Linked DNA regions of Gossypium raimondii: region 2 is linked to region 1. A link is a contact called in public Hi-C data. All regions are on one chromosome and are shown on one strand. Each heading gives the region's core, a stretch centred on a gene start, on an enhancer-like site or on the middle of the called end of the contact. The rest is flanking DNA. Distances are from core to core; before and after follow the strand shown. Region 1 holds the start of LOC105791539. Region 2 holds the start of LOC105791540 (abscisic acid receptor PYL9).

Region 1 (5,629 bases), core at 1,015-3,514:
ACCAACAATCCAAAAATAAAAATTACAAATATTTAAAAGAAAACCACATATTATGTTTATAAGATTATATTAGTAAATCAGGGGTAATATATATGAAAGTATTTTTATTACAATATAAAAATATATTTCGTTTCCTAAAATTTAATGTATTGAAATCATTTCCATGCTACATAAGAGTAATACCAATTTATTTGATTTTTGAGATTGCAAGAAAATCAATACTTGTAAGAATCATGCGTTTTGATTTTTTTTTTTTTTTTGTAAAAATAGAAATTATAGTAAATTCATGGGATATTGTGTTCTCTATTTAAATGTGTTTGTGGTGTAAAGAATTTTTCTCATCAACTTCACCTTGATCTCCATTTAAAAAAAAAAAAGGCTCACTTGATCCACCACCATCGTTTTTGTGAAGTGCCATCCTTGCCAACCTGTCCTTCTAAGCATCCCATTATTTTCCATGTTATCAAACATTTCAATCAATCTGGAGTTGATTATATGAGATGTAACGGATTAAAATTTGTAAAAGTATTTCATTTTAAAATTCTCTTATGATTAAATTTATTAAACTTGCGGATGATTTGTTTTTAACATCTACATCTGTTAAATAATTTTATTTATTTATTCAATCATTTGTATTTCCATCTCATACATGCACTGTTTTTACAATGTTTTCATGAAATATATTGGTGATTCTCTCTATCAAAACCAGGATCATTGGCATGGTAGGTTTAGAAATCCTGATGGCTTGGAAGTTTTTTTCAATGTCTCAGACCTGAAAGTTGCGACCTATGCGTAACTTCAGTCAAAGGGTTTTTAATCAACCGTGATTTTGCTAAACTTAAATTTAGTTTATTGGAAGACTTGAAGTTGGAGCTCATCCCCTTCACTCTATTATTGATTTGTTTGATTAAAACCTTTTTTTTCACTATAAGAAAGAATGTGGGATTTTATTTCAAGAGTTTTTCTCATAAGATATAAATCAAAGTTTCCATTATGATTGTTAAATAGATATTTTATATTTCTCTCCTATTGTTGTAGATGATACTTTTTTTATCAACTTTGCCAACAATAGTTTTGGTTGAATATAATATTAAATTAACAATTGAGACTCGTTAATGACAGTGTGTTATACTTTTCCTATAAAAAACATTTATTTTTGTAATATGGTAATATTATATAATTTTATAAAAGTACAACTAATTTAGTATAAAACAATTATTATCTATACTTATATTAAATGACAAATTATAATTATTCTTAAATAATATGTTAAACAAAATAATTGATTCCAGAACCAAATAATACAATAAAAATATATTATCTTAATGTATTTTGTTTTGGAATATTTTATAAACATTAAGGAAAGGGTGTAAATATTATCAACATTAATTCAAAAGTGGATGAGACAATCGCCTTACCTCGCTCCATTACTAAACACCCAACACTATACTTTGAGCACCACACCCCTTGATTTTTGTATTTACTATCACCCTATCATTTTGCTGCAAATCCATCTGTTGCTCTTATTTTGACCTAATATTATTAGGTAAGGATAAGGTTGGGTTTTTTTTTTTTTTTGAAATTTTAAATTTGATGTTAATTAGTACCTATTTCTCTTGGGTTAAAAAAGGTACTAATTCGATAATTAACAAGAGTGTAAATTTCTTGGTAGCACCAAATTATAAGCTATCAACACCCGGCTTAAATAGTGACCAGACATTTGATGCTGGAAATTTCTCAGCGTCGTGCATAAGAAGACCCTGGAATTAACCCATTCTCTAATGTAATCTTCAAGATAAGGTTCACTTTTCCAACACATAATTATCCAATTCTTGATGTAAACGCGTCATGACTCCTCTGTATTTGCATTTCATACCATCGCTATTTTTTTTTCTTTTTTGTTCATATCATACATAAGAATCATTTTTGCAGTTGGAAAATTTAATAATGTTCTGCCATTGATTGCTATGGGGGAGGACCCAAGAGGCTGGAGTTGCAAATAGGACCAAACCCACTTGATAGCGAAACCACAGCACGACCCGCCAATTGTCAATACCACATCCTTAGCAGCAACTTTGAAAGTCGTACCTTTTTCTCCATCCCGAGGAAATAAGCGGAGGCGCTGCCCGCTCTCGGCCTCTAACTTCTTTATACGTCTAATTCTTGTTTTCCGTTAACCGAATATGACCTGTCGTCCTCAACACCCATATGTGTAAAAAGCACTCTCATTGGTTGGTGTGTATGTAATGAAACAAAAGCTGTCACATTTTGTCTTGTTTTCTTCCCCCTTCCATCTTTATTTCGCTGTAGAAAAAAAAAATCTTTCAAAACCTTTTTTCTTTTTTGTCCCTCAAAGCATCTCTTAGCTGCCAAGTACTTGCATTTCAGCTTCAATTGAGAATTTCCATCAATAATCCTTTAATTTTCAGTTAAAGCAACATCTTTTTTTTGTTGAACACAGAGATGGATGTAGTTCGGTTTCAGTTGGAATGAAGAACTTACAGGTATTTTTTTAGTAAGTAATTTAATTATAAATAATTGATCAGTGTCTGTCACTAAATCTAGGTTTTAACATAAATCAAAACTGTCTGCTTATAGCATGTTCCTTGAAACTAACTTGAAGATGGAATTATATGCCATTTACAGAACACACAAGATATAAAACCTTCGATTCAAGCTTCAAATGAATCCAAAACAGAACAGCAGAATAATCAAACATCGGCTGATTCTGCTTCAAGCAATGATGGCCAAAAAGTTTCACGACAGGATATCGAACTTGTAAGAAATCCCATTTTTTCATCATGATTTTTTTTATGCTGGTTTTTGTTAAACGATACACAATTTATGTAAACTGGTGGTTGCAGGTCCAGAATTTAATTGAACGATGTTTACAACTATACATGAACAAGGACGAGGTCGTCAAAACCCTCTTGAATCGAGCGAGGATAGACCCTGGATTCACAACATTAGGTATCCATTGAATATATATATATGTTGTACATGTATGTATATTTTGAACTTACTCTGTTGTTTTCTTTACTGTTCTTGGTTATTTCAGTATGGCAAAAGCTGGAGGAGGAAAATGCTGATTTTTTCAGGGCTTATTATATAAGGCTGAAATTGAAGAAGCAAATCCTTTTGTTTAACCATTTGCTTGAGCGTCAGTATTATCTAATGAAATATCCTATGCCTCCAAAGGTTCCTCTGGTCCCAATCCAAAATGGGATTCATCCCATGCCTGGTAAGTTCTAACTAAATCAATAATGGAAGCAAGTCCCTATTATCTCCTTACATTGTGAAGTGTACCAAAATGGGATGCATGGCCTCAACTTGTTAAGAAAATTTAGGACTTAAACTTTTCCATTGAATTGTTTCTTGAGCATGATAAATATCTGGGATTGTTCTGTTTTTGTTGCTTAATACTAATTATTACAAAATTGGTTGATCTCATTGCTCTTTGTAAATTTACAACATAATGGAATGTTTATGGTCACTATCATGGTTATTCAAAGCCACTTGTTATAGCGCAGTTAACAACTTACCAATGGGATATCCTGTGCTGCAACAACCTCCGATTCCAGCTGCAGGGCAACCTCATCTAGACTCGATGGGGATATCAAGCTGTCATGTGGTCAATGGAGTCCCAGCACCCAGTCATTTTCAACCAATGCAGATGAATTCTGGGAATGAGTGAGAATTTAACCATCTTCACTTCAATCTATCATTAATTGCCTTTTTAACTTACAAATATTTGTTTAGCCTGTTTCTTCCTTAGTTTCATATGCTATTTCTTTCAACATGGCTTGCCTAATTGACAACCTTTTTTTTACTAGCAATGTTATTATTGCTGCTTTCTTTGTCCTTTTTTTTACTTGCAATGTAATTATTGCCTAATTATGCTAGCATGATGGACAACAACGCTACTGATGCGACACCTGCAGTTCCTCCAACCACTGCCATGATGTCATCTATGTCGGAGATGCCAGTGAGCCCTACATCGGTGGCGTCCAGTGGGAATTTCCCTTTCACTGCAACAGACATGTCGGAAATGGGAGTAGACACAGCAACACTTGATTCGGCCTTCACAGCAGATGTGGCAAGTTCAATAGGATTGCAACTGGGACCTGGTAATGGAGCCGACGATTCTAGAGATTCCCTTAGACCACTTGATCAGATTCAGTGGAATTTCAGTCTCTCTGATCTTACAGCCGATTTCTCAAACTTGGGAGGTAAGTTTTGGTAATGAGACCCATAGCAGGAGCATAGCATGCTTGTTGTTTTATCCTCCTTTTCTTTGTTGCTTTCCTTATGGAGCTCATTCTCATAAATTATGTCCCTCTGAATTGTTACAGATTTAGGAGCACTTGGGAACCACCCTGGTTCTCCTTTTCTTCCCTCTGATTCAGAAATTATGCTCGGTTCTTCGGAGCACGAGGATATAGGTAATGGGGTCTCCAATTACATATTTACCTTGATACCTGTTTTGATGAACTCTTTTAAGAGGAAGGATGCTGCTATAGATTAGAAATTTGGGAAAACAACAAAAAGAAAATATCATTTCTATCTATAAACAGAAACGGGATCCTTTAAACTGCTATAAAATCTAATATGATTTTAGAATTTAATGCACGTATTACCATATATCCATGTCTACTTAAAAAATCTCTGCATATGACTGGTAAAATTCTAATAGCAAGTGTGAAAATGGCATCGATTTGTCATTTTGAAACTCTCAGCTTGTCAACATTTACGCCATTGAAATATGTATATTAATCTGTTTGTGTTTGAACACATGCACTGATAAATTTAACTTGTTTCAGTAGAGGAATTTTTTGTTGATTCTGTCCCTGGACAGCCATGCACTCCGTCTGACGAAGAGAAATAGTAGACAAAGGTGAGCATTGTATTGTACCTTATAATTGCTAGAATAGAGTTAATAAGAGTTAGATAAATAAGAACAGCTGTATTTGAACAATTCAGCAGTGTAGTTTTTGTTTTTGATGAATCAGTAGCAGTCAGCAAACATGGAAGTAGCCAAGTTCTTGTAATATTTTTCGTAACAAGGCAATTGATTAATTCTGTTACGGCCGAGAAACATTTATTCTTTTCTTTGAGTTTACAGGTGGGTTTGGATGGGCGATTGGATGTGGTATGGTGCGTTTAGCTTACTTTTTCTCTAACGCTACAGTATCTAATCTCACCGCCACTGCTGTTTTTACACTAACCGCGGGTAAACGCATCGCCCATCCAAACTCACCCTACATCTGAATAAAAGACAATATAACACCGAACTCAAATGTGCTCCAATTTCTGGGTTTATAAGCATCCAGTTCTGAATCAATAAATTGGAAAACTATTGAATTTGGCAAACAGACTTAGACTTTTAAAACTCATTTTTGCATGATTCAACAAACCGGCACTTAAGGACTAAGGCTTAGTTTGGATGGGCGGTGTGTTTAGTTTCGATGAGGTTAAAAACAGCGGTAGCGGTGAGATTAGTTACTGTAGCGGTGAGATTGGATACTGTAGCGGTGAGATTAGAAACAATAGTGGAGTGTGTGTTTAGATTCAAACGTAGCTGTAGCGGTGAGGTGAGAATATTTAATAAAATATTAAAATGTATCTTCCA
Region 2 (5,629 bases), core at 2,109-4,608, 150 kb before region 1:
TGTATAATACATAAAATTAAATCTATAGTAACATATTACTATAATATAAACATATTAAAAAAGTTAAGTTGTCTATATAAATAAATTTAATAAATGCAAAATATATAAATTTATTAAATATTAAATTAAAAATAATATAAATGTTTTTAAAATAATTTAAAAATAATATGAACAAGTTAAAATGAGATTAAATTAGTCATTTATAAATATAGATGAGCTTGAATAATATTTAAAATTTATATTTTGAACTACACCAAATTTAAATAAATATAAAATATATTAATATCATGTTTAATCACACGAAAGAAATGGAGTATTGACATCTAAATTTGAAACAACAAACAATGCCTTGGGGAGTTTTATTATGTTTGTAAAGATATTCCACAATTGGTTTGTATTTAATGCACCATCAGTTATTATATTTATTTTTAAAAACTTTTAACAAGGTCTGAGCTTGTATGGTGGACATTTATGTATTAATTGTGTGTTAAATGCAAACTTTATTTTATGTACCATTTGTTGTGAAGTTTTATTATATCAGTTAATCTGTTTTAATGTTTTAATTGAAAGGGAAAAAAGTTTGTTTGAAATATTTAGTCATATTTGTAAGAAGAAATTGCGAAATCTTACAAAATTTCAGGACTTTACTAGTAGAATTGTCTATTTTTAAAATATTTCATAAACAGACCAAAACATTATAAAAACTGTTGTACTTATAATGAAAAATATATTATAATACGTCTACGATGTAAATGAAAATTATAATTTATAAAATTTGATATAAAAATAATAAAAATGTTTAAACACATAATGTTCATGTTCAAATCTTATTAGGTTTTTAATATAAGACGTAAAAAGATTAAAAAAAACATTCTCAAAATAATATAATTTATTTTGTAAAACAATACTATTTTAGTGAAAGAGATTAAATTTGCAATATTTAAAATGCTATATAGAACAATGGCAGCATATATATTTGATTTTGAAAATGCTGGACAGCCGAACCTAGAGATTTCCCAAGTGGAATGCTTGTGGCAACAATGTCTTAGAGGCCTTATGTTAGTGTTTACATTCCGATACTTAAGTGAGTAAAAAGATCCGTCCCTTTGATCTTCTTCCTCCATTACAAATCCTCTTGGAAACAATTACATCATTAAATACACGGGTATGGAAAAGGGTACAACCCGGATTAAGACGAAACGTGAAGTTCGTTAGCCACTTATCTTCATTTATAGAAAGCACAAGAAAACATTTTAATGGAACCAACCAATGACATCGTTACAGCTTCAAAACTACAAGCGTTACATCCTTACAAGTTTCCAGGATATGAAATGATAATTATTATGTTCTACCAACTTTCTATGACGTGCTCTCACTCTTCCAACTTCCATTCTCACGTGTTTGAAGTTGATTTGTTGCAGAAAATGCAAAAGTCTTTCCAGTTTCCACCAAGGTAGGTCTTTTACTTTAAACAAAGATCATCACAAGATGTTTTTGATCAGTTAACGTGCTGTGCAACATTATGACTCAGAAAAAGCTAATCTTGGTGCATTTCCATGGTGTACCCACACTTTTCTGCACTCAAATCAATAGGCTGAGAACTCTACTCAACAAATATCTACTTTTTAAGTTTCCAAAAATGAAAACTAGCAGCAATACCAAAAATGATCCCAACAAGAGACTACTAAAAATAGACACCATCATAAAACATATCTGTACTTCAAATGGTTTCTCCAAATTCATCCTGCTGGGCCTGGCTGCTGCTACAAATATGGGAAATGGAATTAAAATTCTCCCATCTCTTCTTAATCTTAAATATTTACAAATAAGACCGTAGTTTTGGAGGCTTGTAATGAATTCGGATATCTCATAGATAAACTACTTACTCAAGCATTTAAACTAAGAACCAAAAGGGTGTTAAAAGAGTGTTCCATAACAAAGTGAAAGATGATCATATATCACAAACTCCTAAAGATTAGTCTTTTTCTTTTTGGTCATCACAATTCCACCTTTTTCAGTTAGTATCGGTTGATAGGCTCTGTCTGGTCCATCACAGCCATCCTCTCTGAAACATCGGCTAACGATTTCAGGTTACATCGGATCAAAGCTTCCACGAAGTAACAAGTTTCGTCCGTGGTGTTCCCTTCCGGCACATCCACGACGAACGATTCGATCACCATTGTACCTGGCCTTCCTTCAATAACCTCGGGATGCACCGTCATGATCGAAGAATAATTCTGCAGTCAACAAAATGAGTACCGTGACACAGAAAACAAGTGTTAAGGGAGAAAGAAACGTTAGTATTTTGTACCCTGAGACGGTGGTCGCCGCCGACGATTTTGATGCCTAAAATGTGTTCTTCGTCATCGAGAAGTTCCAACCGTTCGGTGCTGGTGGTTGCCGGAAGTCCGGACTTGACGTTGACCTCTCTAACACTGCCGATCCCGAGGTCCCCTTTCATTATACACCTGCTGACGAAGGGCTTGTACTTTTGCGGCTGGTCAAATCTCCTTACCAATGACCATACCTATCCATAGTTAAAGAAAACAGAAACAGAACAACAAACCCATCGTTAAAATCAGACATTTACGAACCATCGAGTTAACAGAAATTCATAATCTTGGCTAAAATAGTCTGGGTTCTTTTTTTTTTTTCTTTTTTTGTCAGTGAAAAAATAGAAAAAAGCAGAGACAATACATACTCGTAGGTTTACTTTTCTTTTTTGGGGGGGGGGGCGGTTAATTTTCGACCAAGAACACAGATTTTTTATTTGACTTTTGGGTAACAAAACAAAGAGAATAGATTTGGGTTTCAGCAGATCCATAGGAGAGTAGAAAGAAAAACGTGTCAACGGCCTAAACGGCGGCGAGAAAAACGAACAAATGGGGGAAAAGGGGGAAATTATAGAGGAGTCTCAAACTGAGGAACTTACGAGATGAACAGGAGCTTTGATGTGTTTAACAAGAGCAGAGGTGCACTGGTCGTCTCTGATGTTGTGCCTGTGATGTCTCTGTATGTACTGGGATTCCATCATACTCTGAGCATCATCACCGTTCATTTCTTCTACCTTTTTTCCCAAACTGATATATAAGGATAAAAACGAGTTGTGTTGTTTGCCTTTGTAAACAAATCAGAAGGTGAAAAATTAGAGGAGAGTAGCAAGAGAGAAGAAAAGCAAGAGATTTGGTGAGGATGTCAACAAAGGGAAGGGGGCCTTACTCTTTAGCCTTTTGCTTTTGGTTTAGGTTTCAGGCGTTTGGTTGGGACCAGGCTCAGCCTCTTACTTTCCGTAATTAAATCAAGGTTTTTCTCTGTTCTTTCACTTGTCTATACCCTGTTACCTCTCCATTTTTGTAAAATAGCAAATATTTTGAGATACTTTTCTTATTTATATTTAAATAAATTTTTAAAATCATAAAATTCAAATGAACTCAAATGTAAACAGTAAAATGGAAATAAATAACATAAAAAATTTTATATCAATTTTAGTAAATTTATTATATAATTAATTCACGTGAATGTTCCTTAATCTAGCATCATACACAACATTTAAGATCTTTTAACGTGACAGCTATTTTCTATTTTTGTACTTGGATAGTTTCATCGATTGACATATCAAAATCTTTTAAATTAAATTAACGTGAAATCCATTTTGAGAAATATAATTCGTATTATAAAAAATATTTCACAACCATAAAAAAATTTAAAGTAATTAATTAAACTTTAAATATTTTACTATTTTACTATTATAATATTAATTCACTTTAAATATATAATATCAATAAAATAACTTTACTTTAAAATATTTCAATTAATTTTAAAATATTTTATCTGTGAGATATTATATAGAAATTTCTTTACTATATTTTATAGAAAATTTATGCAAAAATTATAAAATAATTTAATATATTTTAATTAATAAATATAATTAATTCGTGCATCACTTGTTAAAGAAACTAGTATATATATGTGATGTATTGATTATGTATAATTTTATATAGGGTAAGTTATACCAACAATTACTCAACTTTGATCTCAATGACAAAACAGTCACTCAACTTTTAAAAAATAACAAATCAACCACTAACGTTATTGTAAAGTTAAAAATCAATCACCCATTGACATTTTTCATTACAGACCAAACGGGATAGGTGATGTGGCTCGTTAACTAGTTGATGTGGCCAGTTAACTAGCCACGATGGAAACCTAATTAACCCAATTAGCTGACGTGGCCACTAACATTTTGTCTCCAAATTCTGCCATTCTGAAACTAGACTTTTTCAAACCACAATTCCCAATCTATGCCCTCGTGGTTTGGATTTCAAATTACCAAAATCTGGTTAGGGTTTTGAATTACTAGAATCTAGTTTGGGTTTTGGCATGGCAAGATTTGACTAGCCATTGTTGTGTTACCAAACCACAACTGCAATCTTGTGTCGCCAAAACCAGAAACAAATATTGCAACCCAACTATTTGTGGAAATGTTACAATGAGTTGCCCTTTATGATTACCAACCCAACCTCCCAACTGCGACGACCATCAGTTCGAACTCGATTGCAACAGCAACAATCACATCATTTTATCCTTAAACCATGGTAGATTCTATGTCCAAAGCATCTGGTATGAATCCTCTATGATCTGAGCCATTGACCGTGGCTAGTTAACAATAAGAAGAAGAAGAAGAAGAAGAAGAGAAGAAATGGAGATGCCAAAAAAAAAAAAAACTATGGCATTTTTAAGGTCGCTAATCGTTGCCACTACCATAAACATTGTTGTTACTATTGCCTCTATTCTGCGTGTCACCTTTGTTTTCTCTTATTCTTCTTCCTCATTTTCTTGCAATTCTTCTCATTTCCCCAACACAGAATAAGGCAATGTTATACGAGTTTTCAAACAGAGATTATAGGTGCATTTAGCCAGATACGGAGAAGAAAAACTCTTGATCATTCTAGTCACCAGAATTGTTCTTTGTGAAGCTTGACCTACCGCCGTCATTGAAATCCACAGCCTCATGCTGTTGTTGAACCACTCTAAAATTTTTCTCTTCTTCTTCTTTTTCTTTTACTGCCTAGCCTAGCTAGGGTTTTAAATTTAGGTCATTTACACATTGGGGTGACAAGTCAACTTTCCGTTACGTCTGTAACGAAAAATGGTTAGTATCACTTATTTGTTATTTTTTGAAAGTTGAGTGACTGTTTTGTCATTGAGTCCAAAGTTGAGTAACTGTCAATATAATTTACCCTTTTATATATTATCAATGAATCAATTAATGATTTACAGTGAGCCTTCTCTATAACAGCCACACTTTATAATAATATTTCATTATCATAGTCAAGTTTGTTATAGATATGATTTTTGTATTTTATTTTTACCCTTTATAACAACTTTTCATTTATAACAATAAACAACTAAAAAGTATGTACACTTCATATACTAATTTAGTTTTCTATAACAACCTTTTATCTCAATTTTAGTGAAATTGTTTATATTTTTAAGTGAAATAAAAAATAAATCTTAATTAAGATATAATTTGGATCTCCTAATTGATATTATTAATATATTATAATTTAAAATTTTAAAAAATTTAATAAGATGTAAATTTCAAATATTGTTATAATTACATAATAAG

Evidence for each region. A called contact is a pair of places that touch in the nucleus more often than the background predicts.
Region 2: a Hi-C map of leaf shows a contact between it and region 1, with 4 times the contacts expected there. The contact joins the promoter of LOC105791540 here to the promoter of LOC105791539 in region 1. A contact is called at or near these places in 2 of 2 Hi-C or Micro-C datasets (both in leaf).

Annotation. Positions count from the first base shown.
Region 1 is chr8:43,383,703-43,389,331 of ASM2569854v1, reverse strand. It overlaps LOC105791539, which reads left to right and starts at 2,264. Exons shown (of 9, transcript XM_052634538.1): 1 at 2,264-2,504; 2 at 2,647-2,778; 3 at 2,865-2,970; 4 at 3,059-3,241; 5 at 3,531-3,690; 6 at 3,904-4,229; 7 at 4,353-4,442; 8 at 4,824-4,894. The coding sequence starts at 2,490. The coding sequence ends at 4,885.
Region 2 is chr8:43,537,497-43,543,125 of ASM2569854v1, reverse strand. It overlaps LOC105791540 (abscisic acid receptor PYL9), which reads right to left and starts at 3,358. Exons shown (of 4, transcript XM_052620316.1): 1 at 3,220-3,358; 2 at 2,933-3,117; 3 at 2,312-2,527; 4 at 1,190-2,237. The coding sequence starts at 3,058. The coding sequence ends at 2,019.